2 separate regions of the Mus musculus genome follow, and region 1 is linked to region 2. The links are chromatin contacts, called in public promoter capture Hi-C maps. All regions are on one chromosome and are shown on one strand. Each heading gives the region's core, a stretch centred on a gene start, on an enhancer-like site or on the middle of the called end of the contact. The rest is flanking DNA. Distances are from core to core; before and after follow the strand shown.

Region 1 (6,565 bases), core at 741-3,240, 420 kb after region 2:
TTTTGTCTCAACTGAGCTTCACACTGTAGGCTAGCTGGTGGGGTGGGGAGTTCTGGGGAAGGCTCTCCCTGTGCTGAGAATGTAATGCGTGCTCCCAAGTCCAGCTTTTATGTAGGTTCTAGGGGACCCAACTCAGGTTGTAGAGACGGCATAGCCATCTCACTTGCCTGGGAGACACAGTACAAATGTACATGTAAGAGCTATTCTCTGTTCTGGGAAAACTTCTTTGTTCATAATTAAGAAAATTCCAAGAAATATAGTCCAAGTCTCTTTGCCTTGTCATTGGCACTTAGCTGCATCTTGGGCAGCCTCTTAACACATTGACATTGAAGTAATGGTAGATCCCTACTAAGGCTCCTGTCAGCTTTTTTAGGTCTTTTATTGTTTTGTTTTTCAGCTATCCTGTGCTGCCTCATCCTTATTTGTATTAGATTACTGATTCTGGGGGGCTGGGAGGTTGCTTGGGGGGTGAGTGCTTGCTCCAAGATCATGGGCATCTGAATTCACACCCCCAGCACCCACAGAAGAGCCAGTGGCAGAGACAAGCAGGTCACAAGAGCAGCCAGGTTTGCAGAAATGAGTGGTCAGTGGGAGACCCTGCCTCAACAAACTGTATGCTAGAGGAAGGTCTCCAAAAGTGACCTCTGACTTTCTCTCTCTCTCTCTCTCTCTCTCTCTCTCTCTCTCTCTCTCTCTCTCTCTCTCTCTCTCTCTCTCACACACACACACACACACACACACACACACACACACGTTGAGTTTCTTGTTGATACATCATTGTTAAGTCGTCAGAATCACCTACAAAGTATAAGAAGTGTTAAAATTTTTAAAGTCATAAGTCCCAAACTTTAAGAATCTGATTCTTAGGAATCTGGCAAGTTCCAGACATTTTAAAAGTTTTTCATCCAGGCAGTGGTGGCGCCTTTAATCCCAGCACTTGGGAGGCAGAGACAGGCGGATTTCTGCGTTCGAGGCCAGCCTGATCTACATAGTGAGTTCCAGGACAGCCAGGGCTACACAGAGAAACCCTGTCTCGAAAAACAAAAAACAAACAAACAAAAAGTTTTTCATGGGGGTTCAGGGAGCAGTTGGAGAGATGGTTCAGCAAAGAGCACTTGTTGTTCTTCCAGAGGACCTGGGTTCAGTTCCCAGCGCTCAATTGGCAGCTGGCAGCCATCAGTAGATCCAGTTCCAGGAAGTCTGACACTCTCTTCTGACCTCCACCAGCACCAGTCATGTATGTGATACACAGACATCCATGCAGACAAAACAGGCACACATGCAAAATAAAATGTTTCATAGAGGCAACGGCTGTGGCTTGCCTATCATGCACAAAGTATGTCCCCCTATACCACTAAATAATACTGAGGCTTTTCATTTGCATCAGTAGATTAAGTGTGTGTGGAGAGGGGGGGGTCACTAACTACTTAGACAGTATCCCTTGGGGGCAATGTGTCCACCCTCTGTGGTGAGGGCCGGGGTTATAATCTCTAGCATGTTTCACACTCCCATGTGCATTAGCAAACAATACAGACCCTAGCCTCATCCGTATGTCCACACGTCTGGTTCTCTCCAGCCTTTGGTCAAGCTCTACAGCCTTTTCTTCCTGGGTCATTGCAGCACTGAGTTCCACTAAGCAGATGATCTAGGGTCTGCAACCAGCACTTTCTCTACCTGCAAAGACCTGGCTAACTCCAGGGACACCCAGGCTGTTTGAGCAAGCTAAGATTATAATGATTCGGGGTGTCCCAAAGCAAACTGGCACTTCCTGGAATCAGACACTAGCCAGTCAGCTCCCCCTATGCCCTACTAGCCAGGCGCCATCCAAATAAGTAAGGTCGGCAGTGCAGGAGAGGGACAAGTCCTTCCTGCAGAACAGATTTCCTAGTAACGGGCACCTTTAAAGGCAAGGTTTGTAGAGTCGTCAAACTTGGCAGTTACCTGTTTGAATAATAAACCTCTAAACCCCAGTCCCAGTTATGTAAACTGTGATCGATAATCCCTGTGTCACAGGATTCAGTGGTAAAACCGGTGGAAAGGGCTCAGCCCCGTGACCAGTGTAGAACCACCAATAAATGGCAACAGGGATCTGTTTCCTGCCCCTTGGCTGTCTGGCAGAATGCTTTCAGGGAAGGAAGGAAACAGGACCTCCACCCTTGGCAGGTGTCTGCATAGAGATCCGGGGATTGGAAGCAATAAAGCCTGTCTCCAGGTGTGGCAGCTAGTGCCCTTTGAAGGGTGAATTTGTCATGGATCTCTGAGATGCTGCCAGTCTCGCAGCAGCAGCTGCAGCCACCTTTGCACAAGCTCTGGCCATTCTCCCTGCTGTCTTTGTTCTATTTCGGTGCCTGTGGAGGTGCAGGGAAGCTGCTGTCTTCCTCGGGTTGCTATTTAAAGACATTCTGAAAGAGGCTGCACTATTCCTACTGCAGTGGCGGCTGTGGCTCCTGCTCCTGCCACAGAAGGCTGCAAGCCCTGTGGCCGCTGAAACCTTGGGTGGAGTGCCTCAGCAAAAGCTAGCCTGGAAGCACACACATTAGACCTGGGGACTTCTGCTCTCTGTCTTTTGTTTAGGACCCTGAGCCGTCATCTCTACCAGGAGCTTACAGCCAGCAGCCACTTTGATCTCTGTCCCTGCACTGCCTCACCTACCTATATCCCTGGAAGGATTTTTAACCAGTTAGCTTCTCCCTTGTTCTCCAGGGAAAGTCATGCGCAATACTCCCCTCCTCTTCCACCCCATCGACAGTTCACACTTGGGATTCTTTCCCCATTGTACAGCTAGGCACAATCCAGGAGGGGTCAGGGTGACGCTTGTCTCTAGTCTAATAGAAATATTTTGAAAATAAATGCTCTCTGAAAGGCTCAGTAACCTTCAGTTAATAATAACAGCAGCTTGGGCTTTAGTGAGCCTGTGTTCTCTAGCCACCAGGCGTGGATAGAATCCCTTAGGTGGCAGGACTCCTGCCCCTCTGCTGACTTCCCTGCACTCGCGATGCAGTGTCTCAAAAGCCTGGCCTTGCTGTTGGTTGGAGTCAGCCCTAATTTCTTTTTCCTAGACCTCTCAAAGCGAAGCTTTAGATTTTATCAGTAAAGTAGCTGGGCCAGCAGCCGCCTCCATTTGGCTCCCCCAACTACCCCCTTTCTCATTATGGTGGAGAGGCTGCCTGCCTTGTAGGCTTGGAGCCCAGGCCTGTTTGCTGGCCTCGCAGAATTCCCCCAGTGCCCTCAGCGCTGCACAGTAGCACCATCAGATGTTTCAGTGTGACACACATGCCACTACCACCTGACCCACACTGGCCCCTACACTGCACTGAAGGTTTCCTAAGGTGCACAACTCGCTGTAGCTGTTTTATACTACAGAAATTCTGTGTCTGTCTGTTACACACGAGTAGAAATTGAACATATTAGGTGAAATGGAAAGCTCTCTCCCACCTGAAACCTCATTGTTCCTCTTGTTCCTTGTTGTTCTTTTTACTTACACATTTTAGTGATGATTTAGACAGAATTGTTCTTTATGAGTTATAAATAGTTGTGGTCCTTCAAATTTCCTATCTGCCTTTTTGTTTTACCTTGTTTGGTTTTTTTGAGTCAGGGGTTTTCTGTGTAGTCTTGGCTGTCCTGGAACTCTCTCTGTCGACTAGGCTGGTTTAAAAAGCACAGAGATCCACCTGCCTCTCTCTCTGCCTCCCAAGTGAGTGTTCAGATTATATGTTTTATAACATTAACTTTGGCTGATGGGATGGCTCAGAAAGTAAGGGTATTTACTAAGCATGAATGGTAGGTACCCTGATCTGGTCCCCAGACCCCACCTAAAGGTGGAGAGAACCAATCCACAAAGGTATCCTCTTACCTCTATGCACATGCATACACATTATTTACATACAATAATAAATAAATAAATGAGCTGGGCATGGTGGTACACACCTTTAGTCCCAGCACTGATGGGGGGGGGAGAATCTGTGAATTCAAGGCCAGCTTGGTCTACAGAGAGTTACACGATAGCCAGAGTTACATAAGAGACCTGATCTCAAAAAACCAAAACAATAATAATAATAATTAATAAATAAATAAAATTTAGGGTCTGGAGAGATGACTCAGTAGTTAAGCACATGTATTATCTCATGCAGAGGACCCAGGTTCAATTCCCAGCACCCAGATTGGACACCTTACAGCTGCTTGTATACCCAGCCACAAAGGGGTCTGACACTCCTCACCTTGGCAGCAGGCCTAACTCTAATGTACAGACCAACACACATATAATTAAAAACAAAATAAATCTTTTTTTTTAATCTAAGGGAGTAAGGGGACATTGAGATAACTCAGAGGGCAAAGGCACAAAAAAGCACTTGCCACTGTGCCACCCAGCATTGTGAGTCTGAGCCCTGGATCCTACGTGATAGAAAAGAGAGTCTCTACTGTGGCATACATATCCACATGTGGACATAAATGCCAAATAAATAAATATAAACAACTAACGTGTGTGTGTGTGTGTGTGTGTGTGTGTGTGTGTGTGTGTAACAGTAACCAGCCATCAAGGTGTGGCAAGCAGTGACACCATTTTGTTTTTTTCTCCAAATAAAGCCTTAGTGGGAAATAAATAAATGATCTTTTATTACGAAAAGCAAACTAGTGGTGGTGGCACACACCTTCATTCTCAGCACTTGGAAGACAAGGTGGGCCGCCTGGTCTACAGAGTGAATTCCAGGATAGCCAAGGCTACACAGAGAAACTTTGTCTCGAACTACTCTGTCCCCACAAAATTACAAAAAGCAAATATATACAAAATAAACCATGTTCCCAACTTACCCCTTCCTTTTCTGCCTGCTCATATTTGGGGCTTCTCTCTATTCTTTGTCTTGAGAGCCGTGTCTTTGCCCTTAGCCCCTGATAGCAAGCCAGATTTCTCAAAGTGTCAGTAATAATAAGGATCCTGGAGATATAGATATTTGCTTAAGAAAGCAAAATATTCTCACATGCGTTCCATCTGTTAGAGCCTACAATAGACTTGTAAGGGTGGCAGCAGATTGGCTTTCTGTACACTTCTTTGTAGTAGTAAGAAGGAGATGCAGTAGTGAGTGATATTTAATAGAGTCACATCTGCAAAGTCCATGCCATTGGGTCTGCCCCCCTTCTTTACTAGCTGTAGGGCCCTAGAAAAACTGGAGATGATGTTCGTGGCTTTCCTTTTATGATGATGTAGTCTTGTCTATTTATTTAGTGTAGGATGCCATGGCTCACATGCAGAAGGTAGAGGACAGTATAAATATATGGGAATCGTCTCTCCTAGATGTGGACCCCAAGGGGTCAAATTCAGGTTTCCAGGCTCGGCAGTAAGTGACTTTATTTGCTGAGCTACCTCATCGACATTACTCTTTAAAAGCTTTTTAAGGGACCAGAGGCTTAATTCAGTTGTAAGAGCACTTGTTCCATCAGGGTCTCAGAACATACACAGCAGCTTACAACCATCTGTAACTCCAGCCCCAGGGCATCTGATACCCTCTTCTGACCTCTATTGGCACCAGGTACATACATGCAGGCAAAAACATTCGCACACATAATAAAATAAAAATTTTTTTCTCCGGGCATGGTGGCGCACACCTTGCAGGCGGATTTCTGAGTTCGAGGCCAACGTGGTCTACAAAGTGAGTACCAGGACAGCCAGGGCTATACAGAGAAACCCTGTCTCGAAAAAACAAACAAACAAACAAACAAACAATTTCCAGCCTGGTCTACAGAGCAAGTTCCAGACAGCCAAAGCTACACAGAGAAACCCTGACTCAAAGCTACTCCCCCTGCACCCCCAAAAAGAATTTGTATGGATTTTCACAAGAATGTTTTGTGTAGAGGCTAGTAAGATGGCTCAGTAGTCAATAGCAGTTGCTGTTCTTGCAGAGGATCTAGGTTTGGGTCTATAACTCCAGTTCTAGGGAATTCAACACCTTCTTCTGGCCTCCATGGGAACAGGGCACATACTTGGTACACATGCACATGTAGGCTCTTGAAAATACCCATATTTACCCATAGGATAAACATAAATTGTTTAAAATATACATTTATGTCTAGCATGTTGGCACATGCTTGAATCCTAGCACTTGGGAGGCAAAGGCTCATCTCTATGAATTCGAGGCCAGGCTGATCTACATAGCTAGTTCCAGGACTACAGAGAGGGGCAGTGTCTCAAAACAAAACAAACCAGACCACAGTACCTGTGTGGCTTCCGAGGCCACCTGCACACACATGGAGCATATAAACAAACTCATGCAGGCGCACATACATAGACATAAAGAGTAAAGAAAGAAACTTGGTTGTTTTGTTTTGTTTTTTAAATTTTTTTCCCTTGGGCTGGAGCTATAGCCCAGTAGGTAATACCTGAGTTCAGCCACCAGAACCTGCACCAGCGTTTGTCCTCTGACCGCCACGTGTATGTGCACACACTGGAAACATGCTACACACAAAAGAAAAAATTCTCTTTTTGTTTGTTTTTTAGAGAGTGCCTGGCCTCCGACTCTCTGTGTATGACCGCTTTGCTGCATGTATGTCTGTGCACCAGAGGAGGGAGTTG
Region 2 (6,056 bases), core at 3,497-5,996:
TGAACAGAAAGTATCGATGTAGACCTAACACTTGGTTCATGGGACTGACCTGTGATTGAAGGAAGGCTTGTGGGATGATACCATAAGGGCTTGAACGTCACGCTGGAGGATTGAATGAGTTCACCAGACAGACGACTAAGCCGGGAGCAATCCACACAGAAGGGCTTGCTTGAGACAAGGGTGACAGTACCACGTGCAATACTGGGGTGCTTGTTTTAATCATGGCTGGAAGGGATAACCAGGAAGAGGAGATGGGACGAGAGGAGAGGAAGGCCAGGGAGGAGATTCAGGACCATTAGACCCCTAATGAGAAACATCTCAGGAAGAAAGAGCCTAAAGACATGACCCCCTTCAATCCACCCACTGCCCAACTTAAGCCTCAGCCTTCAAAACGCAACTCAGATAATCACTTCCCCCAGAAGTCTTTCTGCCTGGCTCAAGCTGGAGTGGATTACACTTCTCCTATGCCGTGTCTTCCACCCACTCCTCCACACACACACACACACACTTCTGGGTGCCTTCCTGGATCCTGTCTGTGGGATCTTCTCCCAAAGATGGATAAAGTACTCTGGAAAAGAGCAATAGTTCTCAAGAAGAGGAGAGGAGAGGAGAGGAGAGGAGAGGAGAGGAGAGGAGAGGAGAGGAGAGGAGAGGAGAGGAGAGGAGAGGAGGCAGGGCAGGGAGGGAGGGAGGACAAGGCCTAGTTTAACAATGTGTCCTTTAAGAAAAAAAAATATAGCCGGGCATGGTGCCGCACGCCTTTAATCCCAACACTTGGTTGGCAGAGGCAGGCAGATTTCTGAGTTCGAGGCCAGCCTGGTCTACAAAGTGAGTTCCAGGACAGCCAGAGCTATACAGAGAAACCCTGTCTCGAAAAAACAAAACAAAACAAAACAAAAAATTCCTTTTCTTTGTGAAGCTCAAGATTAAACAAAGAACTTGTACACATTCCAAGATGGAATTCTGGCCCGTTAATTGCCTTTTTTTTTTTTTTTTCAGAGACTGGGTCTTGAAAATGTTAATAAATGAAAACTTGATTCTTGAATCTTTCGGAAATAATGTCTTGACAGCGGAACGTCATGGCAGTGGCCTGCACTGTGTCAGTAAGCACACTGACCTCAGCCCTAGCCATGCACTTCTCTGAAAATGGGGGGCGGGGTGCAGAAGGACATGAGAATCTTCTCTAGGGAAAATCTACTAAGGGGAGGCAGGAAGTCAGGCCAGAGACTCACCTGTCACAAGGAAGAGTTTACAGCACAGGGAGAAGATCATTTGAATCCCACATGTGACATTCAGTGGTTTGGTAAGTTTCTTATATACTGCTTATATTCTCCGAAGCTATTTTCTTACATGTGCAATGCAGATTAGAATATCTATCTTATCCACACACACACACACCCAAAAAAAACAAACAGGGATGGAACCTAGGATATAATGCATGTGCGGCGAGGGTTCTACCACTGAACTATAACCCCAATCAATTCTATTGGTTCTTAAATTCAAGTTAAGATAATGTATGTAAAACGCAAGGCCTGGTTCTGGCAGGAATAAATTTGCCAAAGTACCCGGTATGTTAGATTTTTAGAACAGTAATGTGCCACAGTGACCAGCAGATGGCGATCGATGCCAGCGGTCTGAAGAACGCCTTAGGGTCCAGGCACAGGAGGTGTTTGGTTTTACTGGAGCAAGGTGTGGTGGCTCCTGTAATCCCGGCACTCTCAAAGCTGAAGCAGCAGTATCGCCTGAGCACAGCCTGAGTTATTATGAGTTCAAGCTAGTTTGAACCACGGGGAGGAAGTGAAAGAGTGGGGAGGACTTGCTTCCTTGCACCCCAGCAACCTAGAGTGAACTCAATTCAGCCTCAGACGACGAAAGCTAAAGTTATGCTGACCCAAAGCAGCGTTCAGGAAGTATTCTCTTGATTTGGTGTCTTGGTGAGGGCAGGAAAACAGTCAGGAACTGAGGTTCCCTGTTCACAGGTTTTCGTAACTGAGCCCAGGTACTTTCAATAAGGGCCCATCCATCGCCTCTCACTAATTTTGTTGGATGCTCCTGTGTTACAAAGGCTATCTCAGCTGGAAGGCTGAGCCCACTGCTGATCCAGTGTGCAAGAGAGGGCCAAATGGTCCTGCCTGTTATCCTACAGCGGGTGCGGAGTAAGGCATCTGGCGTTATTAACCGGTTTCTTTGGCTCCCCCAAGCTTGAACAAGGTCACACTGAGTCCAGTATCCACCTCTTAGGCAAAAAAGGGTGGCCTCTTGCCCACCAGGGCACCAGGTGGGAGTGGGGGAGGGCACTACTCGGATACCTGGGGCTCTTCCTCCGTGTCCCAGCACGTTCTGTCTTTTCCATCTCAAAACCCAGGAATCTGAAGCATATGTGGAGGCCGTTGTCAGAGAGACAGCTCTAAGAGGCTAGACGTCTGGTAGTTCTGTGAATGTACAGTTCTGAACTTGCTGAGGACACAAACACTCCTTGATCAGCTTCTTAATTCTTGTGTTTGGCACCAAACAATAACCGCTACCCAGGGACCAGGGCAGAGAGCCACACTTACCCTTGGAGGACCCCGTGGCTAAGAGCATCCTAAGGGTCCCGGCTTTGCAGGTCCACTCCTGGACCATGAGAAAAGAGCATCATGCGCTGTGCCTGTTGATCCAGGGAGTCGCTACTCACAAGCTTATCCCTGCTCTCACTGCCTGCACGAAACAACCACCTGAACAGCCAACCGCAAACCGGAACTAATTACACCTCGACCTCTGGCAAGCCCCAGCCCTTGTGCGGGACAATTTAGAGAGTCAATAAATTCTTCTGAGCTTGGGTTTTCCATTGCATGCCTTACTGCTGTGAATGCGGCTCCTTGCCTACTGAAGGGTCTAGTTGGTCCCTCTCCAATGGCAACTTCAGGCTTTATAAACAATGGTCTTTGAACAAACTGAAGCCCCCCACCCCCCAATCTTGTAGACAATGCGTACAAATAACGTCATAGGGCCAGAGAGACGGCTGGACGGGTAAATGCACTTGCAGAGAAAACCTGAAGGCTTGAATTCAAACGTCGAAAGGTGGAAAAAGACAACCAGCTCCCAAGTGTTGTCCAACTTCCCTCTCCCCAACACACACAGACACACACACACACTGACACAGTCACAGAGATCGTTCTGTCTCTGCACCCACCACCACTCCCCCTGCAAGAATAAAAGGTATGGGCAAATACGTTTTACATACATACATACATACATACATACATACATACATACATACATACGTTTGTTTGTGTTGGGGTCCCTAGGAGATACTCTGGCCCCCATCTGTGAGCTGTGTGGCTGCCAGCGCTGGGGAACGAGCTGTAGTGCCTGGTGCCGAGCCTTACCCTAGCCTGTGTTTTGTGCTTCTTACTGAAAGTTCTGCCTTAGGAATCCTTCTAGGGTCTCTTAAACTTCTGTTTTGTGCGTATCTGTCTGCTACTGTTGTCTAGTGTGGAAAGTATTTGCAGAGTTTCCAAGGGGTTTGTTGTTATTTATACTTTCTCCGCCCCCGCATCCCAGCAAAAATCCACAGAACACTGTGATAAAAAGACAAATAGTAACAGGTGTGGGTAGGAATGTTGAAATCTATATGCTGTTAGTTTAAAAAAAAAAAAGATGGAAGTGATACAGCCTCTTTAGAAAACATTCACAGTTCCTTCAAATGCTAAACATGGTGCTACCAAATCTCTATAATTCAACTTCTCTGTATCTACCCCAGATCAATGAAACTGCACCCCCATAAACGTGTGTACACACATATCCTCTGTAATGTTGCTTTGAAGATAAAAGCATAAAATCTCACAGTGTGAACAACGCAGACGCTACCAACTGATGAATGAATGTGGTACACTCGGGCAATCAGATCTTTCATTCAGCATTAAAAAAGAATGGGATAGAGACTCCTGTGATGTGAATGAACTCAGAACCACTGTAATAACTGAAAGAAGCCAATCATAAAACTTCATATTGCCTGATCTTATGAGATACCCAGAAGAGACAGATTTGTCACAAAGACAGCACAGGTCAGTGGTTGCCCGGGATCGAGAGGAGGTGGGTTAGGACGAGGGGACGGTTATTAATGTACATGATTTTTTTTCTTTTGTGGCTAATTAAAATGTTCAAAGAGGAGACTACAACGATGGTTGTGCAACTCTTTTTATGTACTAAAGTCTATTGAATTATACACTTTAGTCATTCGTGCATGCATTGTTTATTTATTTTGGCTTGTAAGACCAGGTCTCTTGTAGCCCAGGCTGGTCTTGAACCACAGTTTAGGATAACCTTGAACTCCCGATCCTTAGCCACTTGTGTGCTAAGAGAATTGAGAATTGAGTCTACAGAGTGAGTTTCTGGACATCCTGAGCTACACAGAGGGAGAAAGAGGGAGGGGGGAGGGAAAGGGAACGGGATGGGAGGTGGAGGAGAAGGAGAAAAGAAAAGAAGGAGCGGTGAGAATTTCTAGAAGCTCCAACACACACACACACACACACACACACACACACACACACACACACACACACACGACAAAAACTTTGAACCTTTCCAGCAGCTCCAGAAAACACACATACCAAAGAAAAACTTTGAACCTAACCTGCCCGCCTTCTTGTGCTCTTACTGCAGCCCCCCACTAGGAGGCAGGACCTCTGCAGGGCGGGCACGCGAGGATAGCTGGGAATCGTAGTTTCTGCACCCGTGGATGGGCAGGCGCGAGGATCATTGTGCGCAGTCGCACTCGTGGCTCTGCGCCCGCCGCTGTGGCCATTGTCCGACCCTGTTGTTGCAGAGCAGTACTGCCGGGAACAAGAAACTGCAGCGGGCGCTAGAGGGGCGGACCTGAGGTCGCGGATTCCGAAGCCCCGGAGGCAGATTCCGAGTGCAGTGGGTAGGAGGCTGTCCTCCGGGCCTCGCCGACCATCCTGCGGACGGACTGGGCGTGGCCGGAGGAACTGTCCCGAAGCTGTGGGGCCTTTCATTTGGCCTTGGGAAGAGCAGCAGGAGAAGGCGGGGCTCCTCCCCACGTTTCGGCCGAAGTGGCTGCAGAGCTGAAGGGGTGGGGCCTCGGGGTAGCCCGGTGAGTGGATCCTGTCCTCTCTCCTCAGCCCTGGACCATAGCCAGCACACACTGAGGCAGGAATGGCCCCGAGACCTCCGACGGCCAAGCCCCAGGTGAGCCGAGCCTTCCCCCACCGCCCGGAGCATCCCACCCTGAGAGGCCCCCGGAGTCTGTATGGAACAGTTATTGGTATAGGTATAGAGAGTCTTAGTTTGGATCGCTTTGAGTCTCCTCCTCTGGAGAAAACCCCTCCCAAAGTGCCCAGCCCTGGGCAGAGCAGGATTTCTGAAAGGATGGAGTTAAAGAGGAGACTAGGGAAGTGCGATCTTGTGAGAGGAAGTGTTCTGGGGGTGTCAGCACTGAGACTTTATTGCAGTGTGCACTTCTTAGAACTCTTCAGTGAGGAATGGAGGATAGAGGGACAAAATAGAAAAGCCCCCTGCTTCCCATCCAAAGGCCATAAAGAGATAGTAGGGGGGCAGAAGAGACCTATTAGAATAAGAGGCCGGTGAAGGTTGGGCGCTGAGTCGGAGACCACCATTACAGCCAAACCTGGTCAGACAAGCTCCAGCTTTTCTTGCCCCCCCCCCCGCCCCACTCGTTTTATTTTCCTTTCTTTCTTTCCCCATTAACAAATGTATAATAGTGCGCACCCTCCATAGCCCCGGCTTCAGGTTAATTAGTAAGAGACAGATTTATCAACCCACTTTTTAGTTGTAGCAAAAGGGGCATTTTCTGGACATAAGCTCTGAGGCTGTCCGTTTTACTTTGATGAGAACATAATCTGAACTCTCTTTGGAGTTGAAGGTAAGAACTAGGACTATAGCTCAGTGGTAGATCACTTGCCTAGTATGTGTGAGGTCCTAGGTTCAATTCCCAGCACCTCCTGGAAAATGATAAGGATGGGCTGGAGAGATGGCGCTCCAGTTAAGAGCACACACTGTAAGCTTTTACACGCTGCTCTTGCAGAATTAGTTTC

The links. Promoter capture Hi-C pulls out the DNA fragments that hold promoters and counts their contacts.
Region 1: a contact with region 2 is called in a promoter capture Hi-C map of hippocampal neurons, with 2.0 times the contacts expected there. The contact joins the enhancer-like site here to the promoter of Zfp90 in region 2. A contact is called at or near these places in 4 of 39 promoter capture datasets (the 3T3-L1 cell line, embryonic stem cells, hippocampal neurons and 1 more), 6 of 115 datasets of contacts at active chromatin or transcription factors (the SCID.adh cell line, bone marrow-derived macrophages, embryonic stem cells and 1 more) and 1 of 9 other capture datasets (embryonic stem cells).

What each region holds. Positions count from the first base shown.
Region 1 is chr8:106,837,176-106,843,740 of GRCm38.p6, forward strand. All of the region lies in intron 17 of Tango6 (transport and golgi organization 6), which reads left to right. The region is part of intron 1 of Gm34197 (a long non-coding RNA gene); the gene reads right to left. Among named protein-coding and RNA genes, the nearest start is that of Gm34197, 6.5 kb to the right of the region's middle. Within about 2 kb of position 1,991, at least 53 of the 459 cell types and tissues checked have an H3K27ac peak or open chromatin away from gene starts, as enhancers often do. A contact at or near this core is called in the SCID.adh cell line and hippocampal neurons, where this site is marked.
Region 2 is chr8:106,410,581-106,416,636 of GRCm38.p6, forward strand. It overlaps Zfp90 (zinc finger protein 90), which reads left to right and starts at 4,747. Exons shown (of 4, transcript NM_011764.4): 1 at 4,747-5,190. The coding sequence starts at 5,158.